2 separate regions of the Mus musculus genome follow, and region 2 is linked to region 1. The links are chromatin contacts, called in public Micro-C maps. All regions are on one chromosome and are shown on one strand. The core of a region is the stretch at or near the end of the contact, and the rest is flanking DNA. Distances in the headings are between cores, read along the strand shown. Region 1 holds the start of Litaf (LPS-induced TN factor). Region 2 holds the start of Socs1 (suppressor of cytokine signaling 1).

Region 1 (4,547 bases), core at 1,443-3,942:
AGTGAGCTCCAGGACAGCCAGGGCTATACAGAGAAACCCTGTCTCGAAAAAACAAACAAACAAACAAAAAACAACAACAACAACAACAAAAAAGATTGAGCAAAAAGACTGGCTTCAGCCCCACCATCTGTGTACAAACAAATTGTGTTTCAATGTCTTTGTTCTAATGTGTCTTTTGTTGAAGGCATTTTGGATGTGAGTCTTAGGATGTTGAGACAGGGGCCATACCTTCTTGTCTACAAACTTAACAAAATAACACACAATTCTCAAAGACCTGTAGTCAAGTGACACTCTCAGTGAGTCTAATGCTGTCATCACTATCCAGACTGAAATGCTCAACAATAAAACAAAGTTATGAGGACCCCAGAAGCAGCACTTGACCTCAAACTCCAATTCCACAGTGGGTAAACACCACTCAAGTTCAGAGCCAGCCATGGGTGGCCAAATGGCAGAGACCGACACACAGAGCAGGGTCTGTTTACCTGTGGATATAAGCCACCTGGTTCCCGGGGCCATTTTCATGGCAGCAGAAAGCCAAAACAAACAAAATACAAATGACTGGTGCCAAGACTCCAGGGCTTCCTCCTACTTTCCACCCTCACCAGAGCTTCAGGGAAATTTGCAGGAAAACTTGAAGTGGGGGGAGGGGTTCTGCCCATTCTCACTTCAGCGTGAGGCCGACATCAGTAGGAATGACTGGGTTAAATGGAAGGCAGGAAAGCAGGAACTGCCTATGGCCAGCCCCTTCCACTCAGCAGGTTTTGCTCTTACTGTGTTCCATCCTGCACTTGTCTACACCTCTGCTGCAGCTCTGCTGAGACCTTTCTGCTTATGTGCAGTGTGCTCAGACCTCAGCTTTCCCATACAACTTTCCCTGTCTAGGAACATCTCCCAATTGCCTAAGCTGGGATTCTGAGCTAAGCTCTGAACTTTTCAACAGCACGCCTGCTTTTCGCCCATAGCATAAGCCACTTAGGGCCAGGAGCCATTTTTTCAGCATTTTCAAAGGACAAGGGGTAGCCCTTTCCCCTCCTACGGCCAGGCCATAAAAGTATTGATGGACAAAGGAATGTATCCGCCAAAGGAAGGGAGCTACTATCTAGGGAGTCTAGTATCTTAGAGACTCAAGACACTGGGTGGATCTGATACCAATCACTGTGTCACTTGATTCAGTAAACTATCATAAGGATATTTTTTCAGGCAGGAATAAAACCATTCATTATTAATGCCTTTAGTGGAATAGGAAGGAGGACAATGGGCCTCTCCCACAGTAAGTAGATCTACAACAAATATTTCTGAGCTGGCCTGAACACCTTTAGAAGGCAGAACAAGGATTGGCTGAGAAGATGAAGTATGGGTGTTATTCTAGGTCAGGCAAGGCAAGCGACACACCCTCTGGATCCTGATCCAACTGATAAAGCCAATCGCTGGAGGAATTAGTGATACCACTCAGCTCCTTTCTCTCTGCATTAGTTCTACTTTAAAAGAGCCAATCTGAGAAGGCTGGAGCGGAGGGCAGAAGAGGAGGCAAGCACCTAGTGGTAGAAATGATTTTCCTTCAAAGGACTCCAATATGGAGTCCAGGAGTCCCTGAACCAGCTTCAGCTCACTCAGGGGAGGACGGTTTAATTCAGAAAAGGCTGGAGGAGCGGCTCAGTGGCACAACCCTGTAATTTCAACACTGTGGAGGCAGAAAAGTCCAGGACCAGCCTCAGCTACATATGGAGTTGGGATGCTAGCCTGGACTATCTAAGACCGTCTCAAAACAGCAAAAAGGGGATGAGCTTAGAGAGCCCCGTGACTTCCACAAACTATTTCCCAATGACTACCGCTCAGTCCAACAGAGAATGACATCAGCTTCACTCTCCGGAAGCACAAACCCGACAAAGTATTAGGTAGGGAATGTCCAAACGACCCTTTCTAAAACACACCCATGCTCTCCTCACCTCTTCCTCTTAAACCTCAACGGAAAGCTGGGGGCACGATACCGAATGACGATCAAAAGCACCGTCTAGACCCACACGGACCTGGAAACCACTGGGAAGTAAGAACTGGGCTGGCAGGACAGGCGGGGGTCACGTCCTCCTTCGCCTGGGCTCTAGACTCCGCGATCCTGAAGTTCCCCTGCTCTCCGATACGCTCGCACCGGTCTGGGAACCCGTGTGAAACTCACAGGGATAAGAGCAAAAGACGCGTGGGCCCGGAACAGCTAAAGAGCATCTGGAAAGTTACTCTACTTTTTCTCTATTCGCTTTTGCTTTCAGAGTACACACAGGGGCGTTCTCCAAATCGCAACTTAGATACTAAAGGTTACTAGAGAAAGTCGCGCCTTTTCCTATAAGCCCGAGGGGCATCATTTGGTGAGGTTCGGACGGAAGCTGGGTAGTCCGAGACTGAGAACCAAACACAACCGCACTGCTGGGACCCCTCGCCCTCAATCCCGCCCAGAGCGCGCCACCCCGGGTCCCACGACATCCCTGCTCGCCCCCCAAGGAGAGCGCGGTGCCCCGGGACTCTAGGCAGGTGGCAAAGCCCGACCCTCGCCTCTGTTGCCGCCCCGTGCCCAGCGCCCCGAATCTGGTGTTCCCCACCGGGCACCCAGCAGGGCCGCACTCACCGCTGCCCGCGCCGCCAGTCGAGCCGGGAGGTCTGCTCTGGCCGCGCGCGCGGGCCGGGAGGGCTCCGGGGAGGCAGGGCGAGCCGGGGGCGGAGATGTTTCGGGGCGTGGCTTGCTGGAAAGGGCCAGATGGGGTGGGGTCTAGGAGGGGAGGAGTAACAGCCTTGAGGCAGGAGGAGTAGGGATGAAGCTACGACCTGAGTGGGCTGGCGAGAGGCGGGGCGCGCGGAGGCGGGGCCAAAAGGTCGGGCGGGAGGCGGACTCTGGAGCCGCGAGGCCTGGGAGAGGGAGGGGAGAGATTATTCTTTGTTTCTAACAGCCACAACTACACCTCCACCAAAGTCAAGGCATAAAGACAACCTACAGAATGGGAGACAACATTTGTATGTTATGTAGCTGATGAAAGTTTATAATTTGAATAAAATTATATGATGAACAGTACTGAGGGTAGAGGCGTATATTCAAGATCGGCCTGATCTAAAACAGTTCCAGGCAAGCTAAGGCTTTATAGTGAGACCAGTCTCAAAAAAACAAAAACTAGCCAGACTGCAGTTCAGCTGTTAGAGGGCTAACATTAGCATGCATGAAAACAGGGTTCATACCCAGCGGCCCATAAATGAGTATAGTGCCACAAGCCCAGCACATTTTACGGCTGAACAGTTTCTCAAAAAAAATGTGGCTAATCTGAGAGACATAGGAAGTTTGAAGCCAACCTCAGATACACAATGAGACCCTGTCTCAACTCATCCCACACATACAAAAAAAAAAAAACATTCTTACAACGTACATGTGTGGGGGGGGTGGGGGGGTGCACGCACACGTGAGCGCACACAAGCTCACAGTAGTGTTTCACTGTGTAGCCCCACCCGGCCTTGAATTCACAGAGATCTGCTTGCTTCTGTCTCCTTAGTGCTGAGGCTAAAAGTGTATGTTACCATGCATGGCTTACATTTTATCCCCTTGCTTTAATGTGAGCACAGTAGCAGACAGAAAAGGCTGCAGGAAGAAAAGGTTTATTTTGGGTCACAGTGTGAGAGGGTTTCAGTCCATCTCCGTGGGAAAGATTTGGCAAAGCTGTTGAGATTATGGCAGCTGAAGCTATGCCGATGCTACTCACATTACAGTAGACCAGGCTGGAGAAGAGGGAGTGATCAGAGACAAGGAATAGAGTTAACCTTCAATGGCCACCCTTAGCAGATAGGCCCTGCCTCCTAAATCCTCCTCTGTAATTTCGGTGCTGGGATGGGAGAGATAGGAAGATCCCTGTTGTTTGCTGGCAGCCAGACTACAGAACTGGAGAGCCTTGGTTCAATTGAGATTCTATACCAAAAAGTATAATGGAGCACACCTGGCAAAGGAAATACCATATTATGGTCATGTAATTGCTTTTCCCTGGGTGAGGCTTATCCATTGTATTCCTCACATGCTGTTCCTAGGGTTTCCCCAAACATGGGTACCTCAAATGCTTAATGTGTGGTATGGGACGAGTAGTTGGGATACAGACTGGGTTCAAGCTCTCCCTTAAATTTTTTTTAATTAAAAAAATAAACACAGAGAACAATTGAAAAAGTCATGTGACATTGGCCTCTGGCCTGTCTACACGCATCTGTGCATGTGTGCTTATGTGTAATAACGTTGGAAGGGAAGGGAAGAAATGCTCTCCCTGGTGCACTGCTGGTACACGTGAGAGGGTGCAGCTGCTGTTCTGATTCCAGGTGGCACACACAACTGAAAACAAGTGTTCCAACGTGTAAGTCTGTACAAGACTGCTGTGGGCCCTGCTGTTCACCAAAGCTGAAGAAAATAAAAACCCAAGTGGTCAACAGATCAGTGGATATGTAAAGTACCATATGTGTGTGCCAAAGAGTAAGAGGTATCCAAACCTAACAAAAGAATTTACTGTTGCTTGCCACCATGGCCCGGAGATCTT
Region 2 (4,547 bases), core at 1,101-3,600, 210 kb before region 1:
GCAGCACCCAGGCCCCTGCCACCACAGACCACAAAGCAGCTTTCTGGCTCCAAAAAAGTACACAAGGCAGAGTGGGGAGAGGAGGGAAAAGTCAAGCCAGCATGGCCCATCATCCCTCTGAAATGCTTGATGGCTTGCAGAACCACCACTCCTTCCAAAAACTCGGGGAGCCCTGGCCTCTCTGCCCCACCCTCTTCCTGGAAGTAGTTGTGGTCAGAGAAGCAAAGAAGTTTCCTCTCTGTCATCCATTTCAAATTGATGCAGGATGGACAGTTAAAAGGCCCACCTCTCCAGTCCAGGAATGGTCTGTCGTCAATTACCCGTCTCTCAGTTTTCTCCTCTGTATACTGGGGGCAACACAGTACTCAGTGTCAGGGGCTGTCCCTGTAGGATCCCATCACAGAAATACCAGAGACCAGGCACGGATACTCAGGAGCGGCCATCTTCCCAGTCATAAACCACAACTAGCCTGGAAGTTTGGTCCCCATCACTGTGGGTGGAGATGTATATGATGTCCGACCCTCCCCCCTCCCCCCAGCATCCCGAAGACTTCAAGAAAAGTCAGTCTGTATACCCCACTCCCAACCCAGGACGTTTGGCCAAAGCATACGCTCTAGGAATCTTTGTTTCTTTTAAAAAAAAACTTTCATAATAAAGTTTATTACCTAAACTGGCTGTAAAAATATAAAATAGGATATTCTGCACAGCAGAAAAATGAAGCCAGAGACCCTCCCCGACCCCTGGTTTGTGCAAAGATACTGGGAATATGTAAACATGGAGAGGTAGGAGTGGAATTCAGGTCCTGGCCCCAGACACAAGCTGCTACAACCAGGGGGGACCCGGAGGGAGCACCAGGAGGGGAGCACCCCCACCCCTGAGAGGTGGGATGAGGTCTCCAGCCAGAAGTGGGAGGCATCTCACCCTCCACAACCACTCCCTCCGACCCAGGCGGGGAGGGCTCCCACGTGGTTCCAGAAAAATAATAATAATTAATAATAAGAAATAATAAGGCGCCCCCACTTAATGCTGCGGCACAGCGGCAGCCGGTCAGATCTGGAAGGGGAAGGAACTCAGGTAGTCACGGAGTACCGGGTTAAGAGGGATGCGCGCCAGGTTCTCGCGACCCACGGCGGCCACGATGCGCTGGCGACACAGCTCCTGCAGCGGCCGCACGCGGCGCTGGCGCAGCGGGGCCCCCAACATGCGGCGCGGCGCCGCCACGTAGTGCTCCAGCAGCTCGAAAAGGCAGTCGAAGGTCTCGCGGCTGCCGTCCAAGTGGAAGCGGCCGGCCTGGAAGTGCACGCGGATGCTCGTGGGGCCCGAAGCCATCTTCACGCTGAGCGCGAAGAAGCAGTTCCGTTGGCGACTGTCGCGCACCAAGAAGGTGCCCACGGGCTCGGCACGCAGCCGCTCGTGCGCCCCGTGCACGCTCAGGGGTCCCCAATAGAAGCCGCAGGCGTCCAGGAGCGCGCTGGTCCGCGTGATGCGCCGGTAATCGGAGTGGGAGCGGAAGGTGCGGAAGTGAGTGTCGCCAGGGGCTGGGGCTGGGACCGCCGGGCAGGGCCGGGGACGCACGGGGGCCGCTGGCGAGGACGAAGACGAGGACGAGGAGGGCTCTGACCGCCGTCGGGGCTCTGCTGCCGGGGAGATCGCATTGTCGGCTGCCACCTGGTTGCGTGCTACCATCCTACTCGAGGGGCCAGCTGGAGGGGTGGGCCATAGCGTCCGGGGCTGCGCTGATGGGGGAGACAGAGGCAGTGAGCCGGGCGTCCGGGTGGCACAGGCCGGCCAACAGACCCCAAGGAGCGAGAGCGGCACGCAGAATCCGCCCGGAGCTTGAGCCTCGGTGGGCTCATCTGCGAAGTAGGCCGTTCCTGTATGCGGAACCCTTCCAGACTGGCGGTGGAGCCCTGCCTCCCCGCGCGCGTGGAGAAGGGGGCGTGGAGAGGGGCCCGACTCCCGGCCGTCCCCGCTGGTGGCTAGTCGCCTCGCGGCTGCCGCCTACTGGCCACGCCGGGGACTGGAACCCGGGCGGAGGATCAGGGCTCAGGGCCGGAGAGGAGGGGCTGACGGCGCCCCGCTCGAGCGAGGGGCCTCCTGGGGGAGCCGGGGCGGGGGTGGGGGGGCGCCAGAGGCGTGGCATCCTCGACCCTGCCATACAGTCTGCGAGGTTAGTCCTGCCGGGCTCTGCTCCCATCACCTCCCATCCCCTCCCGCCTGCTCCCTCGCAGCTGCCTTGGCTCACCTGGCGGCAGGACGCGGGGAGCCGCGGCTGGGGGCTCCGGGGCGGCTGTCGCGCATGCTCCGGGGCTGGGAGCCGTGCCGCTGCCACGGCCGCAGTTCTCTCTGCTGCTGCCCGCCCCTGCATCAGGCTCTTAAACCAGGCAGGCCCCGCCCACAGGTCCAGCCCACCCCCGCTTTCGGTTTCTCTTTCCGGCAAGTCTTTCGGGTTCTCTCTAGACTCCTGAGGCTCTCCCTGGAGACGGTTCCTCTAACTTGGTTTCGCCTCGCACCTTCCCACATTGGGACCTCTGGGGTTCCGGCTCCAACCGGAATCTTGTGTTCCGTGCCTGGGGTGCTTAGGACTTGGTGCCCGCTCTTTTGCTCTACCTTCGCCCCAAATCGCAGCCCGCCGTGTGGGATGCTAGCGCGGGGCTGACACGCCTCCTCCCCTCCGGGTGTCTGCATTCTTCTGGTTAGGGCTCCGCCTCGCCTGGACCCTGTGCTCCCCAAGCAGCTCCTCCCTGCCAGGGTCCTTCCTGCCCAGGACCCGAAGGCCTTGGCAATCTCGACCCTTCTTGGAACCCGGCTAGCTAGTCCTAGAGACCTGTGGGGCCGCCGCCCTCCTCCAGAGCCGCGTGCGGGCCCCTCCCGTTGGCCATTCGGCCTGGCCTTGGCTTGGGCTTCCCAGGAAGCGGTGGCCTGACCGCAGAGGCTTCAAAGGAAGCCTAAGGCGGTGCGGGAGGGGCGCCCCCGCTCCCGGCCTAGTTCCTCGGAAACCGGGCGGGGTTGGGCTGGGTTCCCAGGGGCCTGGACTCACTCTCTGCACTCTTACTACGTGGGCAGCCGGAGAAACTGAGGCCCCGGGCGGGGCTGTGATTCCAAAAAAAGCTGTAATCCCCAAACTTTTGGTCAAGACTCCAGCAAGCATCTGCCTGTACAAGGGGCCCCGAGCACACCTTGGCTTAGGATCCAGGCAGTCAGACCTATCATTAGGACACTGTGTGGTTTCGTGATTCAGTTTGTCCTGAAAGGCCAGGAGTGGGTGCCTGGCTGACGATGTTTATGAATGAAGGCGGATGAGGTTCGCGTGCAGGCTTCCCTGTGCTCACAGTGACGCACACTGCCCTCTACAGGTTTCTCTGTTAGCTGTCAGGCGGCTCCTCTGAAGCTCTGAGGCCAAGTCCTGGTCTCCCCAGACAGAGCACAGAGCGCCATATTTCATCCTAAGCACAACCAAACTTATCTTGTGGTGCTTGAATTTGTGTGGCTGTGGTTGTGGTGCAGCCATGGTCAGTCTAACCCTTGGTGGGCGATAAAGGCTGGGTTTGTAGCACTGCCTCCCTCTAGCGCGTCTCAGCCTAGACTGGCCTTCAGGTCTTTCTGGTCTGGCAAGCATCACGGATGCTTGTTTGCAGTGCTGGGGACTAAACACAGGGCCTTGTACCAGCCTATTTTAGTAGTACTGGGGTTGGTGAACTCCATCCCCAAACTGTGCTTCCAGCCCAGGCAAAGTGAGGAAAACCTCTTGGGGTACAGTATCCCCTTGGGACTTGGCAGGCTTATTGGTGCTGAGGTGGGTGACAAGGCTGGGCTGGCTCCTGCAGGCCTGCCTCCCTGCCAAGCTCTTGGCAGACCTTTTCAGAAGAACCCTATAAATAGAGGACTCCAGGCCTCCACCTCTGCCTGCTCTCAGGAAATCTCCCCTCCTCCTCAGTCAGAGGGTGTGTCCTCTCGCCCTGCCCCTGGCTAGCCCTCTCCCATCCATCACATTCCAGTGATGCAGTCTTTAGTATATATGCCAGGGATCTGATTGCCTTCCTTCCATCTAAAGTACAGGGCAAGTCAAGCTGTCTTTGGACAACTTGGTTTCAGTTTCTAAAAGTTGTGAAAAAGAAACATGCTGAGCTGTATAGCTGCTTCCTGACCCACCCCCAGGGGTCCAGAGAGCCCAGTACCCACTGTACAGTGGCTGCCATTGTAGGGTCCTGCAGGCTTGGATGCAAAACGTGGTTCCATAGCCTAGCCTGCAAGCCACCTTTTTCCAGCATTCACAGTGTCCTGCTGGGAAGTACTGCCCACTGCCCCTGTGTGATTTTGAAAGTGTCAACGCAGATGGGAGAGGGAGGGACTGGGAGATTGTGCGGTGAGGTAGATAGCCTGTCCCACTTCTGGGAAAGCTCTGGGAAGTTCAGTTCCCTGAACTTGGTCCGTTAGCCAAGCAATGTTGCCTTGCTGTCATGTCTGCTGTGTACACTTGCGTGCAAGCATCCCTTGTGGATAGGAATGCTTTATTTAAAAAAATTAAAACTGCTGACTCAGGCTGG

Evidence for each region. A called contact is a pair of places that touch in the nucleus more often than the background predicts.
Region 2: a contact with region 1 is called in a Micro-C map of embryonic stem cells, with 3 times the contacts expected there. The contact joins the promoter of Socs1 here to the promoter of Litaf in region 1. A contact is called at or near these places in 11 of 39 promoter capture datasets (the 3T3-L1 cell line, 3T3-L1-derived adipocytes, cranial neural crest and 6 more), 1 of 15 datasets of contacts at CTCF or cohesin (the NIH/3T3 cell line), 7 of 484 Hi-C or Micro-C datasets (the Ba/F3 cell line, bone marrow-derived macrophages, embryonic stem cells and 1 more), 2 of 115 datasets of contacts at active chromatin or transcription factors (effector CD8 T cells and pancreatic cancer cells) and 4 of 9 other capture datasets (adipose tissue, embryonic stem cells, liver and 1 more).

Annotation. Positions count from the first base shown.
Region 1 is chr16:10,990,429-10,994,975 of GRCm38.p6, forward strand. Litaf (LPS-induced TN factor) reads right to left here and starts at 2,693. Exons shown (of 4, transcript NM_019980.2): 1 at 2,618-2,693.
Region 2 is chr16:10,783,186-10,787,732 of GRCm38.p6, forward strand. Socs1 (suppressor of cytokine signaling 1) reads right to left here and starts at 2,351. Exons shown (of 2, transcript NM_009896.2): 1 at 2,246-2,351; 2 at 623-1,736. The coding sequence starts at 1,686. The coding sequence ends at 1,048.